Regions from separate parts of the Mus musculus genome. Here region 2 is linked to region 1. A link is a contact called in public Hi-C data. All regions are on one chromosome and are shown on one strand. The core of a region is the stretch at or near the end of the contact, and the rest is flanking DNA. Distances in the headings are between cores, read along the strand shown.

Region 1 (6,443 bases), core at 1,442-3,941:
GTGATGAATATACACATGCATGTGCCCTTGCACTAATGGAAGTCCAAGGAGGACTTCAGTGTTAGTCTTTATCACTCATCTCACACTTAGCCTGGAGCTACACTGGTAGACAACAGACCCCAGGAGAAGCTAGACCACACCCTAGAGCAGGGGACTTATAGATTTCTTTGTTGCTCTGCTCAGATCTCTACATTGTTGTTTCCTAATTTGAACTCGGGTCCTTGTACTTGCGGGTGGCTCCTGCCTACCCACTTAGCCACCTCTCCAGCACCACCACAGCAGAAACAAATGCTAGTGATGAGACAAAACTAAATAAAGACATAAATGGAGTAATTAGGAAGAGAATCCAACAGGAAAAGAAAGCCATTAATAAAGATACCTAAGGACCCCTCCGGGATACAACTTGAAAGCAATAGAACTGGGAGGAGGGACACTGCTTACAAAATCAGGGAGGACCTGTGTGGATTTGATCAGGTATGTATAGTCTATGTTTTCTCTTATAACTCTGCCCTCTCCTATATATCATATTAAAAACTCCATCACATAATGGATTAACTAAACTATGCCAGTACAATTAAAATTCATGGAGACATTAGGTGGTACTTGTGTGCTTCTTCTTTGGGTCAGTCACATGCTAGTAGCATTTGCTAATTCCTGCTAAGGAGCAACTTTCTAAAATGTCAGGAGTGAGTATAAAAGTAGCCCATCCCATAACCTCATTTATTCGTTTCTGCAATTCAGGCAGCTTTCTTCAACATCACGATGTGTGACCAGGATTTTTCTTTTATGGTAACATGGCAGATGCAGGCAGGATTGAAAACCTTCAGTGTCTTACATATGGTTTGGAAACAAAATGCAGCAACCCATCTTGGTACCCATGCAGGACTCCTTTGTGTTCAGAGTTGCCTCTGAAGTTATTTTCGGAACATCGTATGGATTTTTCGTTGAAACATCTGTGTTAACTTTTATTATCCCTGGTCTGCTTTGTAATTTTGGAAACAGATATAAAGAATGAGCAACCCAAAGCACAGTAATATAGTGGGAAGCATCCTTCATAAGTCAATTGAGGAATTTAATAATCTCTTTAGAAATAAGCTCTGCAGCTATGAGAAAAATGTGTGGGTTAAAGGCCTTCCAATTAAGAAAGGTTTCTCTGTGGATTTATAGGCTGGTGGTTCACTCTTCCTGTTCGTGTTTCCATAGCAACTGTCAGGTAGATTTTCTGCTACTTGCTAGGAAGTTGGAAATGTTGAGTCTGGTTGAGCCTTTTCAATTCAGTGAAGCTTAAATGAAATTCTTTGCAAGGAACTGGCATTTAGCCTGGGTCATTTATTCATATCTAGAAGGAAAAAAATCAATTATAGTAATCAAATGTGCAAATTTTTTATTGGTATTATTTTGGGTACATATTTTGTGCTGTAATCTATTTTTAATGCCAGGGTGCTAAAGGTTTTAAGGCTGCAGCTGGCCTCTTTGCTTTCTGATGGCTTGTGGCTTTAATTACAGCCCAAGACATAGGAAGGCATGCCTTTTTTTGGTCTATTTTTTTGCAAGCTATAATCACCCCTGGTGATATTCAGAAGCGCACGAGGATCCAGAAGGCTCATTAGTTTGAGACACCTATACTGCACAAAACACTGTGTACAACCTTTTATTCTTTTTATTTTTCTTGTTCCATTGGTTATTTGGATTAAAGCCTGGGGATATAAATAATGTAGATGCTATTATTTAAACTTCTTGTGAGTACAGTGTCTTCGTTTTCCCTTCAGATTAAACCCAGTTGGGCGTCACTCTCTGTGGTTAATTTCAACCCACATTGACTGATGCCTGACAGCTCCACGTAGGATGGTCTCCTTTAATCCTTGAAAAGGGAAAAGAAAAGAAAGAAAGAAATATCAAGCCTGTAGGAGGGCAAAGGGAGGAGCGCTTTATGTAACATCCAACATGTGCCACACAAAGGACAGACATCTGAGGGCCATTACTCAATGTGTCTTTTTGTTAGCCTCTTTGCTCACTGGCGCACAAACATCAGTTTCTACAGAAAATAAGGTGCAGTCTTTACCTCACAGGGTCCTGGGGTTTTGTCTGCCATCTTCTCTGTGAACGCTTCCTCTGTCATTTACAAACGTGCCTTCAGAGAGATATTTCAGAGCCTTTCGTTCTGTCCCTATTCTTTTCTCTTGTCATTTATATGGCACACTTCTATCTATTATGTTGACAGTTCATAATGCTATAATTGACTATTGGTAATAATACAAGGAAAGGCAGGGAAAGAGTATGGCAGAGACAGAAACAGGAAGACAGACAGAGAGAGAGAGAGAGAGAGAGAGAGAGAGAGAGAGAGATTTTAATTCAAAGTTGAAATGTTCTTTTTTTTTTTTTTTTTTTTTTTTTTCCTCCTCTATGGTCTAGAAACTGTGCTTTCTTCTGTTAAGCTAAATAAAAACTTTCTCAGGAGAGCAATTGAAGTCGAAGGAAGCTCAGCCTTCAGTCGCTCTGCTAGGAAGTGGAAATGAAGTTGCTCAGCCCCGTTCTCAACTTTATTTACTCTAAAAGGTGGGCAATTTTCTCTTAGAATCAATTGTATTTGGAGCTGCGTGGCTCTCTCAGAGGAAGATGGATCTGTACTCAGGAGCAGAGAGAGGAGGAGGGCTCTGTTCAGGATCCTTGTGGCTGAGGGCTGAGAGATGAGCTGAGTTACAGAGAGGCACTACAGCATATGGATGTATAAACACAGAAATCGTCTGGCAAGACACAGACATGCTGACTCATGCTTTTGTCCATGAATAGCGAGTCACTATTGGGAAAGTAAGAAAGCTGGAAGTCCCCTCTCGGGAGCAGTAGGAGCTCACAGTGCCCAGAGGATCGAAGTCATGTCCTCCTCCTTGCCCACTCTGCCCCCATTTGTACATCAGGTGGGAACTCTCCTCCACTGGCTCTCCCACCAAAGCAGATGCCTAGCTGGGAATGGAACAGCATTTGAGGAAGACACCTATCCTACCCAAGGCTCCATGTTAGCTGAGTATGCTGTTAGTTAAGTAATTGTCCCTATAGTCTTAACTCTCTGATCCTTATGACCACTCTTGCGCAATGAACTCGAAGCTTCCTATTTGGCTCAAGCTCTATTCTTACAAACTTTTGCACTTAGAATAACAGAAAGCCACTGCCTCCTAATTAGCTTCACTGAGAGACACCCTTCTTAGGATTCTAGCAAATCCACCTTGAGGGTTTTTTTTTTTTTTTTTTTGATTTTTTTTGTTTTTTCATTTCTCTAAGGATTCTTTGGTACAGCAATGACATGGGTAGAATTGTATCTCTGTTGGGTCCCCATAGTCCCATGTTTCAAAAAGCTTAGGGAAAACACAAATTCTAGAGTTCCAACCCAGTCAAAGAAACATAGTGAAATTCTGTCTCAAAATAGAGCCACAACAAATATTATACATTTTTCTTTATCAAATACTATATTAAACACTAATGCAAAACTAATTTTCAAAAGCAGACCCTACAAAAATCAGGTATTCATGGATGTTTTTGTATTTTTGTAGACCACTTTTAAAATGCTTATCATTGTTTTTGCAGAATAGACTGGACTAAAACAGTTTTCATTTTACCTTTTCAGTGATTAAAGCTAGGTGTTTGCATAGAATGGAAATCCTTAAAATTTTATCCCATGGCATATGAATTTTGAGAAGCTATACTTTATGTTAAGATTATGCCCAGAATAAATCTATTGTCTTAAAAAAAAAAAAAGAATCAAATAGGCAGGAGCAATTCTGGTTCAGGAATTTTGACTGTGGGTTAGTAACCCTTTCCCTCTATTTGAGATTCTGTCTATCTACTGGAGGTGGTCTCTTTCCCCATTGTTGGGCATTTTAGCTAAGGTCATACACACACACACACACACACACATATCCAAGGAATCAGAAGATCAGCTATCTCAACTAACCCAGATCCCTGGGAGTTCCCAGAGACTGAGTCACAAACCAGACAGCATACATGGGCTGATCTGAGGCCCCTGTCACATATACAGCAGAGGTCTACCTGATCTGGCCTCAGTGGGAGAAGGTCACTTAATCCTTGAGAGCCTTGAGGCCCCAGGGAAGGAGGAGGCCTGGTAGTGGGGGAGCAACTTGCTTCTCTGAGGCAAGGGGGAGGAGGAATAAGATGAGGAACTGTGGCAGGTGGAGGGAGGGGAGCAGCTACTGGAATATAAATAAATAAAATAATTTAAATAAAAAAGAATAAACTAAAACTGTCTTTAGCTATATACATACAAAGCTCACTCTGAATGATTCACTTCCTCCATTAAGGCTCCCTCAGCACTCCATAAGTGCTGAAAGTACCATACCCTCCTTAAGTAGCAGCACTAGCAGCAGAAAGAGCAACTGGATACCAAGTATTTAAATACATGAAACTAAGGCCAACATTCATCATTCAAACCACAACAAAAACAAAGTAAACATAAGCAGCAACAACATAAACAGCAGATAAAATCATTAGATGCAAGTAAAATCTCAACAGGCGAGTCCAGCACTCAAAAACTGTTTGATAAATATTAGCTTACAGAATTGGCATTGTCAAATGTCTTCTGTTGTCACAAAGAGCTCAGAGCTGAAACCCTACAGACACCTGTTGAGATCTCTTCTCTGCCATGTGATCATAAGTAACCTTTAAAATTAATGGAACCTGCTTCTCGGTGGTAAAGCAAAGGAAGTCACACCGGGTTCCTATGCCATTACAGGGACATCTAGCATGTACTTCCTGCCTCCCTCTTTGCACTAGTGTTCTCTTCTGACTGATTAGCATGTTGATTCCTTAAATATCTTAATTATTCTTATGATAAACTTACTACTGTGGCTCTAACACATGTATACAATTTCCCCTATCTCACTATCAGGTTTTTCTTTTTTTCTGTAAAATGTTCTTTTCCTTTATTCAATTTTGAGGAAAATGATGTTTGTTGGATGCCAGAATTCCTGGAATATCGTATGGAAAGTAAACAACCATTCACACATCCCCTTCAGGTCTCAGTGCTTGCAAAGGTTACTAACAACAAAGGTGAGTCCCATGAGATGTCCTGGCATGAAGAAGGCCTGCTCACTCTCACATGGAATGGCGCTGAAGGAAGATGTCTTTAAAGCACCTATAACCTTAAGACTACTCTTTCCCCTTTGTTCAAGATACATCTTTTTGACAGGGCATGAAGTGCTGGAGATGTTCTGTGTCTCTTGTTCCCAATTTATATTTGGATTTTTTTTTTAATTCATCAATCCTCAACATGTTTCTAATCCCTTTGTTAAGTTTTCAGTCTCCCGCAGTTGCCAATGGTGGAATTATTTGTGTCAAAACTGCCCCTTTCAGATTGGCTAACTTGAAGATCAGAGCATTCTGCACAAGAAAAGGCTTCCTGGCTCAATGTGTCAGCTCCTTTTCATGTAGCTAGATCTTTCAATTTGTAGCATAACCCCTGCAGCACTGGAGAGAAAGGATGGTGTGTCTGAAATGCTGAACTGCGGTCACCCCTGCCTACCATTATATTTCCACGGGCATTTCTATAAAAAGCTGCCAAACCAAGGGCTCTGAGATCTGACACCTGGAATGGCTGCAATTGCTCAAAGGCACCCCTTTCCCCAGCTCTTGCTGATCTGACCCCATCCCTTCCTGTCTTTCAACACACATCCCATAGCTCTATATTTAGGTGGATGACCACAGACGCCCACGCAGCCACCAGACACTTCTCACTCTTTTCTGGACAGCTTCTCTTGTGAGCCTGATGCCAACTCCGAAGAACTCCATTTCTGTCTCAGCTGAAACACTTACCGAGTGAGAGTAAGATACTGTTTTGGAGCTCTCTGATGGCTTCACTGTCTGTAAAATAATAAACAATGGTGAACTGATGCCTGCCAGGCATGGGGCTGAGTGCATTAAGAATGTGGCTGTATTCGTGTAGAAATTTCCTTAAATCTTTTAAGGAGGCAATCATTTTATATTTTGAGAATATAATTACATCGCTGCCCTTCCCATTTCCATCCCGAAAAAAAAGGCCATATATGGTTTATCCTATCTTTGCTTTCATTCAAATTGATGACCTCTTTTTACATTGACAGCCATTATATACATTTGTGTATGTATATATGTATACACACACACAGATACACACAAACACACACATACACACACACACACACATATATATATTTTTTTTTTCATTCTTAAATACACCAATACAAGCTGCTCAGTTTGTATAGTTGTCCTTGTATCTGTGGCTTCAGAACTGACTGTTTGGTGTTGGATAGCCAGTTGTTGTGCTCTTCCCAGGAGAAGGCTATTTTTCCCACTTGCTGCCTTCCTTGATTGACTGTAGATTTTGTTCACAGTGGAGGCCTTAGAAGCTTTCCCTTATGCACATTAGCATATCAATAGATTTCCTCCCGGGTCATTTA
Region 2 (6,443 bases), core at 1,361-3,860, 320 kb before region 1:
TTTCATATAATGGTTATTTGCAAGGTACTCTTGATCGTATTTAGAAACTGCTAATACAAAAGGGTCTTTCACTTCAAAAGACAGTGTGTTTATTAAGTTGGGAATAAAGTTATGCATAATGGATCATTTATTTTTTATTACATTTCTGACTTATTCACCAAACACATTTTATTAGCACATGGAATTATCTCGTTCTCTTTAAATCCTAACTCTGGGTAATTTACACATGTATTGCATATTTACTTATGAGTCCATAGAGTTACTGATCTTTCATATCCATCTATATAAACTGTGGATTCAGTCGCTAGTCATTTTAAGACAAGATGCATTAATTTCTATTTGTTCCTACCTCTGCTCTCTTTTCTAAGACTAGATTAGATATTTAACCTCAAGAGGTTAGGAAATGTGTCATAATGTTTGGTTGGGCTACACAACTAGAATATTCTTTTTCACATAATGACATCCTCAGTTAATCAATTATTAGACTGATTATTCTAGTTATTTGATAATTATCAATTGATCATTTTATAAAGATTTGCTTATTTTTATTGTGTACAAGAATTTGCCTGAATGTATGTATTGTACTACATATATGTCTGGCACCAGCAGAGGCCAAAAGATAACATCAGATACCCTGAAACTAGAGTTACATTCAGTTGTTCTCAATATGGCTGGGGATTAGACCTGATTCCACTGAAAGATCAGCAAGTGATCTTAATTACTGAATCCACTACTTAGTCATTGTGTGTTGATCTTAATAGCATAGAAGAACTTGTTGTTATCATTTTCGGAAACAAATTTTGTACACAGTTTTTATCTTTGCTGTACCAAGCTCACCCTTAAATATTTTCTGGAATAAGTAATTCTTAGGTTTGGTTTGGTTTTTGTTTGTGTGTATATGGTGTGTATGGGTGTGCATATGTGGGTGGGAGGCAGATATGTGGAGGCCAAAAGAGAACACCGAGTGTCCCCATCTAACACTGTACGCCTATTTCTCTAGAGATAGGGTCTCACTGAAATCCTGGTTCACTATTTTTACTAGACTTGCTTGCCAGTGAGCTCCTTCTATCTCATTCCCACCGTGCTATGGTGATAGGCACATGTAGGCATCCCCGACTTTCACCTCAGTACTGTTGATTCAAACTCAGGTTCTATTGCTTGCAGAGGCAGCTATTTACACATTAATCCATCCATCCAGTGTAGGGAAGAATTAAATATTACTAAATTTCAGTATGCTTGGCTGTACACAAAGATGTTTTCTCTTAATCTTTCTATTTCTTGAACTTTTTATAAAGATAGACTTATTTTTATTGTGTATAAGTGTTTGCTTGAGTGTATGTATTACACTATATATATATAGTGTCAGCAGAGGCCAAAAGAAGGCGTATGATACCCTAGGACTAGAGATACAGTAAGTTATTTCTTTGTTTTGTTTTGTTTTGGGTTTTGGTTGGTTTTGTTGTTGTTTTGTTTGTTTGCTTGCTTGCTTTGTGTTTTTCTCATTGAGCTAACTGGAATTTATATTTTAAATCTTGTTTTACATTAATATTTATGTTTTTTAAGTTTTCATATGTGAAAATAGTGAATTATGGTCTCATTACTCTTTACTCCCTCCCTCTAACTGCCCTTGAGATCCACCAAGCCATATTATTAATATCCCCCTAAATTAGCACTGATCATATATGATTGTGTGGAGTCTTTAACTGTGGCATGGACAACCGACAAGCAACCACATCCCCAAAGAAAAGTGACTCCCTGTCCCTTAACAATCACCAACCTCGGATAGCTCCTCAACTAGCGCTAAGATTCAACCCCTATCCACTGGAAAGGAAGCTCCTGTGACCAAGGTTATGAAGAGCACGAGTTCATGAGTATAAGCATAGGAGGTAAGAGGGCAGGCTTACAGCATGACTATTGCACTTTAAAATATTACCAAGAGTGCCCTGCTAAGGCCTATGACCTCCCCAGATGTGAACTTGTGACAGATGTAGTGACAGCTCCTGTGGAGCATCCTTGGAGGCACAGACACTTTACACTAACCCTCCGAACGCTTCTCTACATTTCTAACCGTAGCTTCCTCCTGTGCTTCAGTGCATTCTCTTTTAGTGTTATCAGCTTATAGTCTCCTACTCAGACCTCATTTGTAATGTCCTGCACATCTTTTAATTCCTGGTTCCCTGACAGTAATGATTATTTTTTCCAGCTCCTGATTGATGTTTTCAGCGCCCCTTTCATGTGGCATCTGCAGATGTTATTTTCTACTCATCCTTGGATCATTGAAGAAGATAGGACATAGCACAACCAAACAGACCTCGTGCTGAAATCTTTGCAGGCGCTCCGAGGTTTTCTCCATACATGAAGTGACAGCATCTTATTCATCATGTGTTCCTTTTCTTCCATTTATCATGTGGTGTGTGTGTGTGTGTGTGTGTGTGTGTGTGTGTGTGTGTGTGTGTATGTGTGTGTGTGTGTGTGTGTGTATGTGTGTGTGTGTATGTGTGTGTGTGTGTGTGTGTGTGTGTGTGTGCGCGTGCACGCACATATAGAGCTGATTCTGCTAGACTAGTGGCTCCCAGCTTGTTCCTGTCACTTTATCAGTCTAACACTATGCCACCATAGCTACCTTTTTAGTTGTTCTAAAAGTGCTGGTTTCTCTGCTTACATGGTTAGCAGTTTACTGACTGAGCCATCTGCCTAGCTTATTATGTTTGATTTGTCTTGAATATCTTACCAGTCTTTTAGTCATGAAGCAATATTCCTCTCTAGGCAAATGTGAATAGGAAACCCCTCAATCATTTCAAAGCAGTTGATTATCTTTATTCTAAGAGTTCAATACCCTCTTCACAATAGCCCACATTCCCTTTCGCCTGTCCTAGTACTACTTGATTCTTAGCTTGCACACAAATGCCCCAGTCCCTAGTTCTCTACTGATTTTGATTGCTGACTGTCAGAATTATTTTTTTTACCTTCAGGCCAATATGAAGGGAGACATTTTGTTTGTAGTTGGATTACCTGGTCAGTGAGTACATGGGGTATGCTCCAGTGCTTTCTGAATATCAGAAAAAAATATGGAGCCTTAAAATAAAATTGCACCTCTACAACTTATTGCCTTCCCAATCCTAGAAGACTTTTCAAAAATAATTGCCAGTGTTCCCGTAACTTCATTAGCTCTTCCCTTAACACTCAGTAAGTGCGTCACCCAGAGCTACAGACACGATACAATTCAGCAATTTGAGAGGAAATTGGGGCCAACTCCTCTGCAGTATCTGAGACTTTATGTTTTGCTTTCTTACCTTTCTGCCAAGTTCTGGCATTTCCACTTTCTTTTAGACTCCTCTACACAGGGACTTTTTTTCATACTTGGACTCAGCCTTCAAAACGCTGTCTCTTGGGCTTTCAAGTACCTTCAGACTGATATCTAACTTTCCCCTCTCTCCTAACGGAGTAAACACTTTTACCTTTCCAGCCATTGGCTTGTGTCTGCCAGCACAGTAAAGCAAGAAGGAGATTTTGGTATAGAAAATTATTGTAAAACACATCTGTCTCCATGATCAGCAGTGCAGGTAACTTCTCAGCAGATGATAGATAATGGGGAGTATCCCTTTTCAGTGTAGACATATGAAAGTAGCACGTGTTTGCTCAAGCAGTGAGTTTTCAAGTATTCCTTTCTAAAAGTTATCTTTTTTCTTGGAATGCATTTTTCTGTCTTTTAAATACATGATTATGAGTTATTTTCTCATAAAACCTGGATAATAGAAGAAAACAAACATTAATGAAGCACCTGCATAAGATTTTCTTTGTTAAATATTTTCAATTTTTTCTTTTATTTTTGACATTATAATATATAATTTCTCCCTTCCCTTTTCTCCCTCCATACCCACTTATAAACCCCTGCATTTTCTCTTTCAAGTTTATGGTCTCTTTTCTCATTAGTTGCTATTATGCGCATGTATGTGTAAACATACATATTTCTAAATATGAACTGCTCAGTCTGTATAATGTTCCTGGTATGTGTGTTTTCAGGGCTGACCACTGAACAATAGCTATTTAGACATATATTGCATATATTATCATGAGTTAAGTAGCATGTGGCTATAAATACTTTAAAGCTATCTGCCACAAACTGAATATACTCTTCTTACATACGGTATATTGTGATCAGTCTTTCCTCTGTCCTAACACGCCCTGGATGTTCCCATCTCTCTACCCACCCAGTTTCATGTTCTGTCTCTTACTCCTCCAACCCCTACTCTCAGACAACCTAAAAAACAAAAACAAAAGGCACATATTCAAAGCAAACAAGCAAAACAAAACAGATAGAGCATCTCAAAATGGAGTCTGTTATGTGTGGGCCAACTGTTCCTGGGTTTGAGACCTGCTGTAGAGTGTGATTGGCGTGACAAGTGATGCTTCAATGGAGAAAATTGATTTTCTATTTCCCAGCAGGTATCAATTGCAAATAGCTTGCTAGATATGAACGGGAATTTGTTTCTATCTATCTTCCATACTGGGATTTTATCTGATTTGAGCTTGTGCAGGTCTTGTGCCTGCTGTAACAGCCTCTGTGTGGTCATATGTACATCAGCTCTACTGTCTCTGGGAAATGCTGTTAGAATAACCTCTTTTTGGTTTTTGAGATTCTAATATAATTTCATTTTCTCCTTTACTTTCTCTAAACCCTCCCACATATACCAAGTACCTCCTACATATCTCTAAATATAATCTGTGCAGTATGTATATAATAAACTCTAAAGGTTAACATTCACATGGAAATTTTAAGACAGAATTTGTATTGTAATTTTATTGCGAAGCTTTCCATTATTTAATCCTGTAGGTGTCTAGAAATAGAAATATTGGTTCCTGGAAATCATTTGTTCATAACTTTATTTAATTCCTTTTCTTTAATAAAAAACATATCTTATATAGGACTGTCTGGAAAAACTAGAGCATAAAGCAGTATGTGAATACGTAAAGTCTTCATTCAGTGTTTTACTTAGAACATTGGAGATTGGATCCAATGCTTGCAGCATGCTAAGCACAGGTTCTCCCACTGAGCTACCAGATCTAGTGCATGGAGGGGTCGATTTAGCATAACATTTATAGTCTATCATCTCACATAAAAGCTCTTAGATAAATGAAAACCAAGTTGAGAATTTACAATTAAAATTTTAAGCAGAAGACATTTTTTATAAACTTGCTAAGTAACCTTCAAAATGTTAATAATGGCAGTGATTTAAATATGGATGCTTTTTTTTTATTACTCAGAGAAGCTGAACTTTCTTTCTTCATGTCTTACTGTTCCCAGCCTTTCAAATCTGCTGAGTGACAGTTTAAACACAGAATAGTCATAACAAAAGAAATCAACCTGCTATGTGTTAAGGTTAATTTAATTTAAAGTGATATTTTCCCAAATAATTTATTTTTTATAAACTTTATCAGACAAATTTGCAATTAGAAACTGTTACAAATAACTTATTTTTATTGAAGTAAGAATCATGAATGGCAAAAATAATTAGGTTCTTACACTAAGAGGAAGTATGGAGTTTCCTCCCATACCTTGTATAGACTAATTCTCTACAGCTGTGTAACACTAGCAGGCACATTGTTACAAGCAATAAAGCTACATGCTGACACATCATTACTATGCAAAGGTCAGAGTTCCATTAGGGACCACTGCTAGTGTTCTGTGCACTTCCACAAGTATACAATTATAAGTATTTACCATGTAGAAGAATCCTGCTGTCTTCCAGTTCTCCAATGTTCTACTTATTCCACACTGCCCTACTCTCTGGAAACCACCAATCTTTTGACAGCTTGAATCTTTCCATTTCGTTTCCAAAATGCTAAGAGATTGAATCATGTAGCATGTAGGGTTTTTTTAGATGGATATACTTCACTTAATGACACATATTTAAGTTTCCTGTATATCTTTTTATAGTTCATTACGTTTTAGTAGATGGGAAAATGCCCCAGTAGCTGGTTCGAAGTCAGTGCCCATAATCCCAAACTCCAGTTGGCTCAAGCCCCAGGCCTGCTATAACATTTGACCAGCATGACAGATCAAGTTTCGATGCAAATGCCTTAGAATAATCAGTATGGACCAGCTGTCCTTCATGCTATGGAGACCAGAGTCAGGCAAGCAACCTGTATCATGCCTCCTCACTGCCTGGCCAATCCCTTCATTCTCAGGCTCAATGATCATCTCGGTGCCAGTTCAGCCCTGTGCATCCAGGCTGCAGGCCATCTCTGATTGTGTAAATATCCTTCTAGAAATAACTTCTAGACCTATGACCTATTGCTACTACCTTCCAATCGTTAGACCCTTCTCATTAGATAGGTCCACTCTTCAGACTCTCATCCCAAGCCCAATCATCTACTTAAGAGGAAACCAGACTATCTACCTCCAAATCTCCAACACCGAGTCAACTTGTGCAGCATACACA

Evidence for each region. Hi-C and Micro-C count contacts between places; a contact is called where the count stands out from the background.
Region 2: a contact with region 1 is called in a Hi-C map of cortical neurons, with 2.6 times the contacts expected there. The contact joins two enhancer-like sites. A contact is called at or near these places in 2 of 484 Hi-C or Micro-C datasets (cerebral cortex and cortical neurons) and 1 of 115 datasets of contacts at active chromatin or transcription factors (neural progenitor cells).

The regions. Positions count from the first base shown.
Region 1 is chr2:7,526,134-7,532,576 of GRCm38.p6, reverse strand. No RefSeq gene overlaps it. Among named protein-coding and RNA genes, the nearest start is that of 5031426D15Rik, 600 kb to the right of the region's middle. Within about 2 kb of position 2,691, at least 30 of the 459 cell types and tissues checked have an H3K27ac peak or open chromatin away from gene starts, as enhancers often do. A contact at or near this core is called in cortical neurons, where this site is marked.
Region 2 is chr2:7,843,883-7,850,325 of GRCm38.p6, reverse strand. No RefSeq gene overlaps it. Among named protein-coding and RNA genes, the nearest start is that of Gm30904, 500 kb to the left of the region's middle. Within about 2 kb of position 2,610, at least 4 of the 459 cell types and tissues checked have an H3K27ac peak or open chromatin away from gene starts, as enhancers often do. A contact at or near this core is called in cortical neurons, where this site is marked.